Regions from separate parts of the Zea mays genome. Here region 2 is linked to region 1. The links are chromatin contacts, called in public Hi-C maps. All regions are on one chromosome and are shown on one strand. The core of a region is the stretch at or near the end of the contact, and the rest is flanking DNA. Distances in the headings are between cores, read along the strand shown.

Region 1 (6,184 bases), core at 2,753-5,252:
AAGCGGAGGATGTCCGGTGATCTTTGGCACAGCACAGAAACACAAAAACAGTTTGCACGGCAACGACTAGATTGCAACAGCGGCTGACAAACTAAACTACATTGACAGAATCATAGAAATGGCATCCATTTCGTGAGGGCAAAGCTTATCCATAACGAACCGACATCAGGACTAGCAAATATACTGTAGGATACAGCAACAACAGATAGCATATTCAAGGAATCAAGGCTAAACCTTTAGGCATTCTGGTTGTCGATCTCCATTAGAATGGCTAGCTTTAACGCTGGCTCACCAAGCCTACCACAATCCTCCTTTAACAGGGCTTGAGACCTCAGAAGACGTTTGATATTTGATAGGATAACACATTCTCAAAATTCCATGCTTATGTCATAACATGGATTGGTACACAATACTGATGTGAAAGTCGTACAGAGATCTTTAGCCTAACAAGATGGCACTAATCTGACAGCGAGCAACTTCTACTTGGATAACACAGCAGTTGGAAACAGATACAAGCCAGGGTTTCTTAACCTGACCTGTATCCAATACAAAGGTAAACTTCAGTGCTCTTTACTCAGGGTTGACCTTTTGCTTCTTTGAGTCCTGATTTTTCTTGGCTTCGCGGCGCTCCCTCTTTAGTCCCTTTACGTCGTTTGATAAGGTCAACTTTCCAACCTGAGCTCAATCAAAACCGTGAATCAGATTATCATGTCAAAGGCAATCCTGCTGAAAGCAAAACTCAGTAGTCAGTACGAACCTGCTGGTCTGGCATGTAGACCTTGCCCAGCTTGCCCTGCACTGGATCCTTGGTGACATTTTTCATCTGCAAGAAGGTTCACGATAGTTGTGAATATCAGCGACTCAGGAAGATTTCAGTGAGAACACAGAAAAAGGCTGATGTTAGTTCCATCAGGTTTACCTTCTTAGCATGTTCAGCGGTCTTCATAGCTTCTTTCTTCAAACTTTCAGCTGGAAGTCTGTGCCTCCTTACAACCAGATCCATTGAAGGTCCAACTTCGACCAGCTCCATCCTAGGAATAGATGTACCTGACCTTTTTAGACGGAGAGCACAGTGCATCATGTAGACAGTGGTGGGAGAGATTGCAGTGCACACATAGATCCGATCCACACCGGCAAGGTTCAGATTCTCTACGACCTGCATCCAACAGCAACAGTTTATTAGCTCAATAGATTATCCATACATGCTACCACCCTATAGTTTCAAAATGGCGCACCTCTCCTCTGAAAAGATCAAGCAGCACTTCTTTCAAATGTTTCAGCTCTTCAGAACTCTCAAAGTGTTCCCCTATGAAAGCAAAGAAAGGCTTCGATCCAAGTAATGGTGCTAGCTTCTTATCATAAACATAAGATTCCATTGACTTGTAGTTCTCAACTCCTACTTCAACAAGGTCATATATGTGGTGGTCATACGTTCTAGCCAAAATCAGATTGTTGGGCCTCTTCTTTGAATGAGAACCATACTGCATCATAAATTTAAAATACAGTTGAAAACAATGGAAGTAAGATAATCTCTTTAAACCAAGGGTACAACCCACCACGTTTAAGATACAATGACATAATAATAAAGCATTGAAACAGAAATAGAAAATATTATACTCATTTACAGATAGATTTAGCAGGCATGGTTGACAGAAATTCATTATGGAGCCACTAGATTGTTCTACTTCTATCCACATTATAAATTGTTGTAACATCAGGATCACAACATTTTTCCCAATGGGGTCTAGTACTAGTACTTCGAACATTCATCCAAATGGCAAACTATGAACAAGTCAAAATGATGTCACTCACCACTATAAGGCTACAGTCTGCCTTGAGGGAGAAAAATTCCAGAGAAGATTCTCCACCACTTTCAAAAGGCCTAATGTTGTCATTCTTCTTGGTATATTTCACAGCATTATCACGCTTTAGGTGGTAAATATCTGACAGCACAGAGTTCAACACAGCACTAGTCTTGGTACCATGGAGGATCAGTGTCTTCTTGCTGGTCTCAACCTGGAAAAATTATCAGAGCCGAAGGTAGATGTGAGATTGAAACACAAAGCATCAAACATGCTATTTCTATTTCCACTGCATACAAGGTTCAAATTATGCAGAACCTTCTTAAGCAAATAGCTAGGATAAAAAAACGCCACATGATTTTCAGCATAAAGCATAGTGCATTGCACATTATGCCAAAAGGTCATGTCTTTAGCCAGCTAGGTAACCCATTGTTTGATTTGATAAAAGATTATACAGATCATCATCATTAAAAAGGATATGAACATCACACAGGACTTGCTAAAGATTATCCCGAGATTGCTTCGGGAATACTGTTTGTTCTAAGATGGTTCATGCACACTGACCCTGCTGGGTGGCAGCACAGACAGGGTGTTCTACTTCTACGGTAGTGGCTGATCAGGACATTTTATGACGATGAGTTGCCCTACTAGTATCCAATAGCACAATATCCTTTTTTAGTAATCGCACATATATAAGCTATGCAAGCAAGCATGATACTTTGGTCTTATTTCCATGTGTTTGCCAAAAAAATGAAACACTAAAGTATGTGTTTGGGATACCAGCAACCCTACTTGTGAGGGCGCAGTGTGTATGAGGGATTGAGGGCGTCAATTGAAGTGGACAACTAGGGGAGAGATAGGCAAGAAGGGCGACGGATTCTGGTGGCAGCCCGCCACAGGCAGCATGGCCATACCCACACATTTTGAAGAGCATGTGCAATTGTGCGTTTATTACATCAGCAGGGATGTAGTGCCGTACCACGAAGATCAGGCGGGCTAGTTTGTACTTTGTAGGACAGATTCAGTGCTGGCAGATCCCACATGAGTGGGAGCTAGAGAAAGAATAACCCAGGCAAGCCTTACCTCTGTTTTTTTTTCAGAGAGGCTGTGTCAAACCTAGGACTTTTGACTCTTTGGCTCAGTGGTAAGGCTTCTCTCTCAGAGAAAATTGGATATCGGGGGGACTCCAAACAATGTGTTTCGCACTTTTGTCATTCGTAAACATGTCACACTTGGTTTCAATGCCATTTTGGACATTTTTGTCTTTCTGCGTCCTTATGTCTTTTGCATGTGTACGCACAGAAGGGTAAAAATCTCTAAAATGACATGAAACCAAGTATGACATGTTTTGAGACATTTTTACGAAGTCAATGTTACAAATGGCAAAAGAAGTGTGAAACACATAATTTGGAGTCCTAAAAATAAAAATTTCTCCTCTTGCCACTTCGCCATACATGCCCTGCCCTTATAGTTTGTACTTTGCAGATGAGTACAAAATCTGGATGATAATGAACTGACATAAGGATCCTCATCGATGGATATTCTGATATTATATACTAGGTTAGATGTACGACGAAGCAACTCGATTCACTCGAAAGACTTGCTAAGTTTACTCTATCTCTCTTCAATCTATATTCGTTGGAGTATGCGCAACTAATCTGCAGGTTCTTTTGGGATGGGAATCGTGGGGGCGGGGGCTCTAATTTGGTGGAGAACCCCCGCACGGTCGCTCATCTTGCAGTCGTAGATCCGCTTGTGGGCAGCCGCCAGGGGTCCACCTGAGGGGTGCCTCTCCACTCTTGCACGTCGCAGGATGGTTTTGTTAAGGGAATGAGGGTGAGAGGATGGGTAGAGAAGGAAGCTTACAAGCTTGGGCGCGTGCTTGAGAAGCTCCCTCCTGGCGCGTTGGGTCTTGGGCACCCTGATTGATGCCACCATCTTCTCCCTCCGCTCCGATCCAAGCCGCCGCCGCCGCCGCCGCGGAGAACAAGCTGAAGAGGGGGGGGGGGGGGGGGGGGGGGGAGGCGGCTACCTGACAAATGACAACACAACACCGGAGGGAGATGGGAGGGCAGCGCGACGGGCGCCGGGGCGGAGGGCAGCGCGGCTGCAGCGGCTGGGAGAGTGAGGGAGAAGCGTGGAGAGAGAGGGGTTTTGGGAGAGGGGACAGAGGGAGGAGCTGCGGCTGGGAGAGAAGCTGCTCCGCTGCTAGGGAGAGGTAGTAGGGAGAGAGGGATGCGGCTGGGAGTGGGATACTGGGATTGGAGGGAGTGAAAAGTAACCTAATTTTAATGGGCTAAGTGGACTAATTTGGGCCGACTAAACTACTCTTTTACTTTTATTTATCCCTTTACTCTTTTTATTAATATTTTTGTCTTTACATGTTTTCTTAAATATAATATTTTTCTATTTTTAACTATAATTAAGACGTTGTCTTATCTTACGTTTTATCGTTTAAAAGGTTTTATCGCTTAAAAGGTAAAAAAGTTACTCGCCTTATCTCGTCTTAGAGCTGATTTGGTGACTCGGGATCCCCGGAGGATTAGAGGGGATTGAGGGGGAAATTAGTTTATTTCCCCTTCAATCACCTCCAATCCTCCCGGGATCCCCTTGTCACCAAATCAACCCTTACTGTTTTTCTTAACTATGCACCGGACTTGACTTATAAACCCTAGAAAACCCCGCGCCACCTTCTTTTGTTCAGGGCTAGTTTGGTGGACAAGAAAATTGAGGGATTTCATGGGAGGGAGATCCCCTCCATGTCCATCAAACCAGCTTTTAGGCTTTGTTTGGATAAAGATAGATTGAAGTGGATTGAGGTGTATTTTAGAGATTGAAAGAGAAATTAGTTTATATTATACTCCAATACACCTTATTAGAGATGGCAACGGGTACAAACCCGCTGGGTTTTGCCATCTCAAACCCGTACCCATGAAAAATATCTATGCCCATTAAAAAATCGTACCCATGACGGGGTTGAGATTTTTCCCAAACCCGTACCCATCGGGTTAGCGGGTACCCATGGGTTACCTGCGGGTTTCATCTCCAATATACGTGTTCCTCTCATAATCAATAAGTATTGTAATGATTAATGAGATCATGATCCAAAATTTATGTAATGAACAACGAGTTCATGATTTGGTATAAAAATTATTAGTAGAGATAATGAAATACAAATAATAAGTTGTATAATTAAGTGTCCTTGCACTAAATTATCCATCCACCACATATATAACGCTAGTAAAAATTATAATAGCAAGCAAACAACACTCTCACCGACTACTGATACATTCAACAGTTGATAAAAATTAGGAAGTATATAAGGAATAACAAGTTTGTTGTTCGTTTATAAAATAAAATGATAATATGCACTAGGTTTCGTCGGGTTTAAAAAACCCACGGGTTCACGGGTTTGGGTACTATAGGAACAAACCCGTATCCATAAACCCGCCGGGTATAGATTTATGCCCATTAACAAACTCATGGGTATAAAAATTGATCTAAACTCGTACTTTAAAGAGGTAAAAACCCATCGGATTTTGGGTTTCGGGTACCCATTGTCATCTCTACATCTTATATCATCTCAATCCACTCCAATTCAAGATTACCCAAACAAGCCCTTAGGGCAGTGAGGGGAACCGCGCCAGGCAAGCGTCGTCAAACGTCGAACGGTTGAATAGTGGAGAACGGCGGTGCTAGCCTCTCCCCCTAGCCAGCTAACCTATCCTGTGGCACGACACCTAGGCCCAACCGCCCAAAGTATGACTTTTTTCTGGCCCAAACATAATCTAGTTCGGTGTTGTGCGGGCGGCGCACGGACCGTGACTAAGCCACACCTCACCTACATGACCAATGATACAGTTTGATTTTTTTTTGCAGGTCCGGTAAAGGCCCGCTACTAAATACTAGCATAATGTATACTAGGTGTCTACCCATATGTTGCCACGAAAGTTAAAAATTAGTATAAAACATAGATACGTAACGATAAATATTACTATGTTATACAAAATCTATGCGGCAAAATATCAATGTAACACTAATATTATATTGACGATATAAATATGTAATATTATTATGAATACGTCGACACAAATAGATGTACTGATGTCGAACAAACATTATAATATTGCATTGTAATATTATAGAGTTAAATTACTTGGGAAGGTATTGGAATCTAACTTACACCTCTCGATTATGTGTGGCCTAGATCAAGCATGCACCTCTTGTGATATATAGAAACCGTAGCAACATACAGGCACTTAACTATTCAGTGTAAATCTCGTCTTCAGTATAGTCATGATGCTTGATATCAGCAAAGACTTAGTGAAATAACAGTCTAGCAGCTACTATAGAAAACAAGTTCCTGCTTGTCGGCGTTTCGA
Region 2 (6,184 bases), core at 1,507-4,006, 300 kb after region 1:
CTATCTTCTTCTTTTGTTTCCAAACATACGAATTTCGCAATGCATTTTGTATGATGCGATCCAAAACGCTTTGCACCGCAAATTTATTGCTTGAGAAAACTAGTTTGTTAGCATGAAGTATCAGTGCAAGCATCGGATTGCGGCTTGTCGTAAAAGAACTAATTAATAAGGGTGGTGTTATATAGTATATCAGCCGATGCATATAAGATACGACCAAGTATCAGTCAGATGACCCGTTGCACGTTCTGGACTTTGGGATCTGCTACATGTCTAACAATTGTCAAGACGTACATTAGTCATGCCTTAGTTTTTTAGGCAGTCAGGACATATATATACAACTACGAAACACCAGTTCGGTTTTCTAAATATAAGTGACGACTAAAAGATTGTATGGTACAACCTAATACCTTAGATCATCAATGCAGATAAAAGACAAGGTATATGAAAACTCTTGTATTTTTTTTATTTAGTCTCTTAAAGACCACTCAAAAGACATCATATTAAATGAGTTATACATGTCCTTATGTAGTCCATTTATTCGTTGCCATTTCTATGATGTGCTCCACAGTTGGGACGAACAACGTGGTACTATACTTTTACAAGTTTTTTATACTATGGAAACACAATTGTTCCTAGAACGAGGAAGCTGACCACGTTCTATGTTCCTAGCTGTTAACAATGTGCCGTACTTTTTTTAGCATCGTATCTTAAATACAGTACAAAACTTGTGTTCTTGTCATATTTGTAGCTTTAGTTTCTTTTTCACCGTACCTTCTATGTCAGCTATAATTTATGTGAGATTTTGGTGGAACGAAGTTAGATATGACCGAAACAAGTTTTGTCTCAACATGTCCGTCATCCAGCCAGTAATTATGTTATAAGTGCATCAATCTTATTTATGGGTCGGGGCGAATGGATGACATGCATATAAAGAGCTTTTTGTAGGAGTTACATTTACATACAACAGTGAAAAGCGTAAATAAAATGTAAGACCCCTCAATTCTAACTTTGTGAAAGATACAACATTGCGATTCAATTTAAGAAGAGAGTTTAATTCTAATTTATATTTATTTAATCGTCTTCTCTTAAATGTTGGATACCGTGTTATCAAGATGGATTGAAAAAAATATTAATTGCAGGTGTCAACTATCGTAAAAAAATTACACATCAACTTCTAACGCTCTTAAAACTACTCCAAAAATCCCTTGAAATCCTCTATAAAGAGAGTTTGCTCGTTACTTTATTTATCTTTTTCCCTAATCTCTCGGAAGTTCTGAACATCACCTCAAATTTCTAGCCATGGATCCCTCGTTAGCTGAAGTATTTATTTCTATTTTCTTTCTTGCATTTCTATTTTTCTTTGTAATTTCAATTTACTCAACCACTTTGAGAAAAAAGCAAGCATAGATCCCTCTCACTCTTGCGTAGATTCCTATCTTGTGAGTGAGGTTGGAGTAAGCTCTCTGTTGGATGTTGACTTCGAAGAATAAGATTAACCTCTTGAGCATTTATGGCATTCACCAACGATTTGTTTTTCATTATATTACTCTTGGGTTCTTTGAACCCTAACTGACTAGGTGTTTCATGGTTACACCCTTGATTCATGCTTGTAAAGCTCTCTCTTTCACTCCTCACTCTTGCGTAGATCTCTATCTTGTGAGTGAGATTGGAGTACGCTCTTCGTTGGATGTTGACTTCAAAGAGTAAGATTCATATCTTGAGCATTTGTGGCATCCACGATGTTAATGTTTCCAGTAATGTTTACTCGAATAGAGCTTAATTTCGACCCCAACCTTTTCATTCGAGACTATGAGACACACCAAACAAGTGTGCACCTGAAACCCATGAGGCCATGACTGAACAGAGATGGATGAAGACTTTACTTTGTGGATTTGCGGGAAGACCGAATGTGCGAAGGTGAGAATAGGGTGTGGTAATGGATCATGATCCAAATGTTTCTTCACATTCTGTTTAAGCACTTATTATTAATTGATAAGACTGAATCGGATCCGATTATTAAATTTTATAATGTAAAATTTAGAGTCTATTACCACCCTTATGTGAGAGTGATGCAGCGTCTTTGGTGTAAGAAATGAATTAGTCTGTCATCTTCTCACTTCTCATCCTTACGTTTGATTTTGTAAAATAGAATGAGTTGATATATATTAGTACTGCTTTGAAAAATAAAGTCATTCTACCATTTTTTTTAAAAAAATCATGATATATTAACATATTTAGAATGGAGTAATTCCTCGGACCAAATATTATGGGCCTGTTTGGTTTGTGGCTAAATGTGCCACACATTGCCTAAGGTTAGTCGTTTGAATTGAATAACTAACCTTAGGCAGAAAAGTTAGGCAAATTGTGGCAACTGAGGTAGTGAACCAAACAGGCCCTATATTACCTGGTTTGGATGCATAGGGATTGGATCCCATCCAAACATGCCATAAGGATTCGCTAATCAAAAGATCGATAAAATGAAATATAGATATATTCATAGCTAAACTAGAATGGCTCTTGTTAGGTAGAACCACATGGTTCCACAAATTTTTGCAGTTCCGGCTCCTCAACTAAATGGGGCTCTATCACTTACCAGAAAATAATTCCTTCTTTAAAAAAGTGTTCACGACTCCTCTGGCTCTACGCAGAAGTTGCTGCTCATGCTCAAACAAGAGCCGTATCGGGCCCTAACAGTCTACAACGTCCAGAGACTTTAAGCCCAATTTCAAACTGGTGCCAGACAATCAGATCTGGCCCATTAGGCCTGTAGGCTCGTGTCTCAGCGATGCGGAGAAAGCGGAAGACAGGTCGCTTGTTCTACTTCTACCTGGCCTCGCAGGCTTCGCAAGGCGGCCACACGCCGATACCTCCTCCTTCACCCGCTCCGTCGTCCCCCACAGCCGGCCACGCCACCATGCTGCCACCGGCCGCGCGCCTTGCGGCCCGCCGCCTCCTCGGCCTCGCCTCCGCATCTGCGTCGGAAGCCGCCGGCCGCCGGGTAGCTTCCTCTCCGGTTAGTCCTAATCTTCTCTGCCCAATCCCTACTCCCACCATTTTCTCCAAACTAATCGTCTGATCTCCTCCGGGGAATATTTCCCTCCAGATCGCTTCCGCAGGCTACTCCGCCGCCGCGTCCAGGGGCTCCGTCTCCAGCACCAGGCCCTTCTCCACGGCTCTTAACTACGTAAGCACTCCTCGGATCCGTTCCCCTGCGTTTGCCTGATCTGGTTGGTGGTTGATAGTTTCAGATGAGTTGGCATTTTCTGTTGTTGTTGCAGCACCTTGATTCCCCGGAGAACAAGCCGGACATGAAATGGGAGTTCTCACAGGCGAATATGAAGAAGGTACCATGTTACTGACTACCCTTGCATTTGCTTGTGATTCGCCTATACCTCTACTCAATAGGCTAAGTTGGTTAGGTTTGCATTGGTTATGTCAGATGCTGTTCATTCCTGTGCTTGGATCCTCGTTGTCTCAGATATGGTAGTGAAGATATTGTTCCCAGTGGGACGGTGATGTTACTGGATTGTTTGAATCACTTGGATGATGTAGTTTTAAGTTTTAACTGATTATTGGTTTATGAATTATGAGAGGGAGATATCCTTGCAATGTACACCTACTATTCCAAATTATAAGACTTTTTGTTTTTTCCAGACATGTAGCTTTTGCTATGCACTTAGATACACACTATGTCTGAATACATAGTAAAATCAATGTATCTAGAAAAGCCAAAACACCTTATAATTTGAAACAGAGGGAACAACACTTCACCAGTGGGCATATGTAATATGTCAATGGGTTTAATGCTATACCTTATTGGCCTAATGATGGGCTTGGTGAATGCAACTAATATTTGCAGTATGGACCTTGTTAGCAGTGCACTTCAAATTATATGTTTCAATGTTGGTTCAGGTCAATGAGATTCTGTCTCACTATCCAAGCAACTACAAGCAATCTGGTATTATTCCGCTGCTTGATCTTGCACAGCAGCAGCATGGTGGATGGGTGCCAGTTGCAGCAATGGATGCTGTAAGTTCTACTATGTGAAAACTATACAATTATCTGCATCTAATATGTTTTGTTATGTTCTATTTGACAAAAAACATGGACCTGTAGCTATGCATTCATTCACTGTAGCACTTACAGAGTTACATTTCAGTTGTAATATATAGCAGAAACTCCTTGATTGGCCCTTGCTTCGTGTTGCAGCTTGTCGTTTATCCTTTCCAGGATAATCTTCGCTGTATCCAATTCTTCAGGATTTTTACATTTTTGCCTATTGAACTTTGTCTAGGTGCACAGGGAAATAACATGCACATACTAGGCGACAGGTTTATGCAATGTCTTGTGCAGTGTCAATTATCTTTAACTCTGACAAATATCTTACCAAGAGTTACCTTAGCTCTTGTATAACAACAATAACAACAAAGCCTTTTACTCCCAAGCAAGTTAGGGTATGCTAGAGTTAAAAATCCAACAGAACCCATAAGTCAAGGTTCAGGGACATGGATAGCTGTTTCCCATGCACTCATATTCAAGGCTAAATCTTTGGGTATATTCTATCCTTCTAAGTCTCCTTTTACTGCCTCTTCCCATGTCAATTTCGGTCTTCCTCTTTATATCTTCCCATTGCTATCGCGCCTTAGGATCCCACTATGCACGGGTGTCTCTAGAGGTCTCTATTGGACTTGTTCAAACCATCTCAACCTTAGCTCTTACTAGCATATAGTTCATGCTAACGCTACAATTTCAGGGAGGGGTCGACGGTGGCGGCAGTGCGAGTGAGGGAGAGGGGGCGGCGGGGTCGTGTGGGGAGGCTGGGGGCGGCGGGGGGAGGGGGAGGGATCATAGTCACAAAGTTCCTGGATCGATAGGGTCGAGGTCTCGAGGAACGTGGTACATTACTTGTGGGAGATATTTACATGGTGGGAACGAAAATGACCCTGCGTATCCGGGTCGGGGATGACATTTTCGGGTCGAGGGTCGCTACCACTGTACCCATTTCTTGTGACTATGGGAGGGTGAGGGATGATCCAAATAATATTGTCCATTGGATTTGAGTAAGGGAGAGGGAATTATCTAGCGATCTGAACCGTTGGTTTGATGTTGTGTTAAGTCTGAGTGCAATTTGTTTGGTGGATTTAGTATAGGTTATGGGTTGGGGGGGTTGATTTGGTTGGGTGGGTTTTGCGAAGTTTAAACTGATGGATTATATAGTGGTATAGATACAAAAATAAAACCAAACGCTGACTTAATCTAGGTGCCTTTAGCCTGTTGTTGATCATCCAGCACTTACAATGTGCATTTGCTTTCTTTTACGAGTAGAACAATGTTTGTTGGGTTTCTCTAACGTTCAAATCTAATGTCTACTTAAGACAGGGGAGAACTGAGTCACATCTTGTATAGTAGTAGAGCACACGACCATGGTTTTTAAAGCGGTAAGGCGGTCCAAGGCGTTGGACCACCGCCTGGACGCCTAGGCGGCGCCTAGGCGACGCCTAGGCGAGGTAGGCGGGCAAGGCGCCTAGGCGACGCCTTAAGAACAGAGCACACGACATTTCTATGTAACACCATTTGATAAATACAATATTATCCTGGCCTTGCTTGTGCAGAAAAAAAATGCTACCAGGAAACAAGATGCCTTTTTTAGGCAACAGGAGGGGTTTCCCTGGCCTTTACTGATTAATTTATAGCACAAGTGATCAAGAGACAAAAAACGAAATAAAGAAAAACAAAAGAATTGCACAAAGCTCTGTAGCTATACCTCTGAGGGATGTAGCTCTGCCTTGAATTGAAGAATATTTTGTTGTATTCCTGGACAAATACTCCAGCACATAAAAATTATAATTTTGCATGAGCCAGCTGTTTTTTTGAAACCTTCCAGTTCCTGAAATGGATTGTGTTGTGGGCTTGTGGCTGAATTTGCAAGTGCTGGTAGATGTTTTTTGTATATTGTGTAGTGTTGGAAAATGGGGGTTAATTAACAATGACCAATAAAAACAAGCATATTTGCCGCAACGGAAGTTGACATCTCTTATCTTTTGTGCAGCTTAAGCTACAGAAATTCTGAAATATTCATATATAATTATGTTTATAGCATATGAATAGTTGAAAGTATTGAAAAGTGGTTATGTTACACACTTATCAGATGTATGTTATGATAGATTGCGTTATTATCTGTTTA

The links. A called contact is a pair of places that touch in the nucleus more often than the background predicts.
Region 2: a Hi-C map of leaf mesophyll shows a contact between it and region 1, with 2.4 times the contacts expected there. The contact joins the promoter of LOC100272681 here to the promoter of LOC100282857 in region 1. A contact is called at or near these places in 4 of 25 Hi-C or Micro-C datasets (endosperm, leaf, leaf mesophyll and 1 more).

Annotation. Positions count from the first base shown.
Region 1 is chr6:168,956,055-168,962,238 of Zm-B73-REFERENCE-NAM-5.0, forward strand. It overlaps LOC100282857, which reads right to left and starts at 4,003. Exons shown (of 6, transcript NM_001155763.2): 1 at 3,669-4,003; 2 at 1,813-2,016; 3 at 1,236-1,481; 4 at 920-1,156; 5 at 758-823; 6 at 349-675. The coding sequence starts at 3,740. The coding sequence ends at 571.
Region 2 is chr6:169,255,275-169,261,458 of Zm-B73-REFERENCE-NAM-5.0, forward strand. It overlaps LOC100272681 (NADH dehydrogenase [ubiquinone] flavoprotein 2 mitochondrial), which reads left to right and starts at 2,757. Exons shown (of 10, transcript NM_001147137.1): 1 at 2,757-3,013; 2 at 3,104-3,184; 3 at 3,279-3,344; 4 at 3,913-4,029. The coding sequence starts at 2,786. It also overlaps a transcript of LOC100304390 not described here.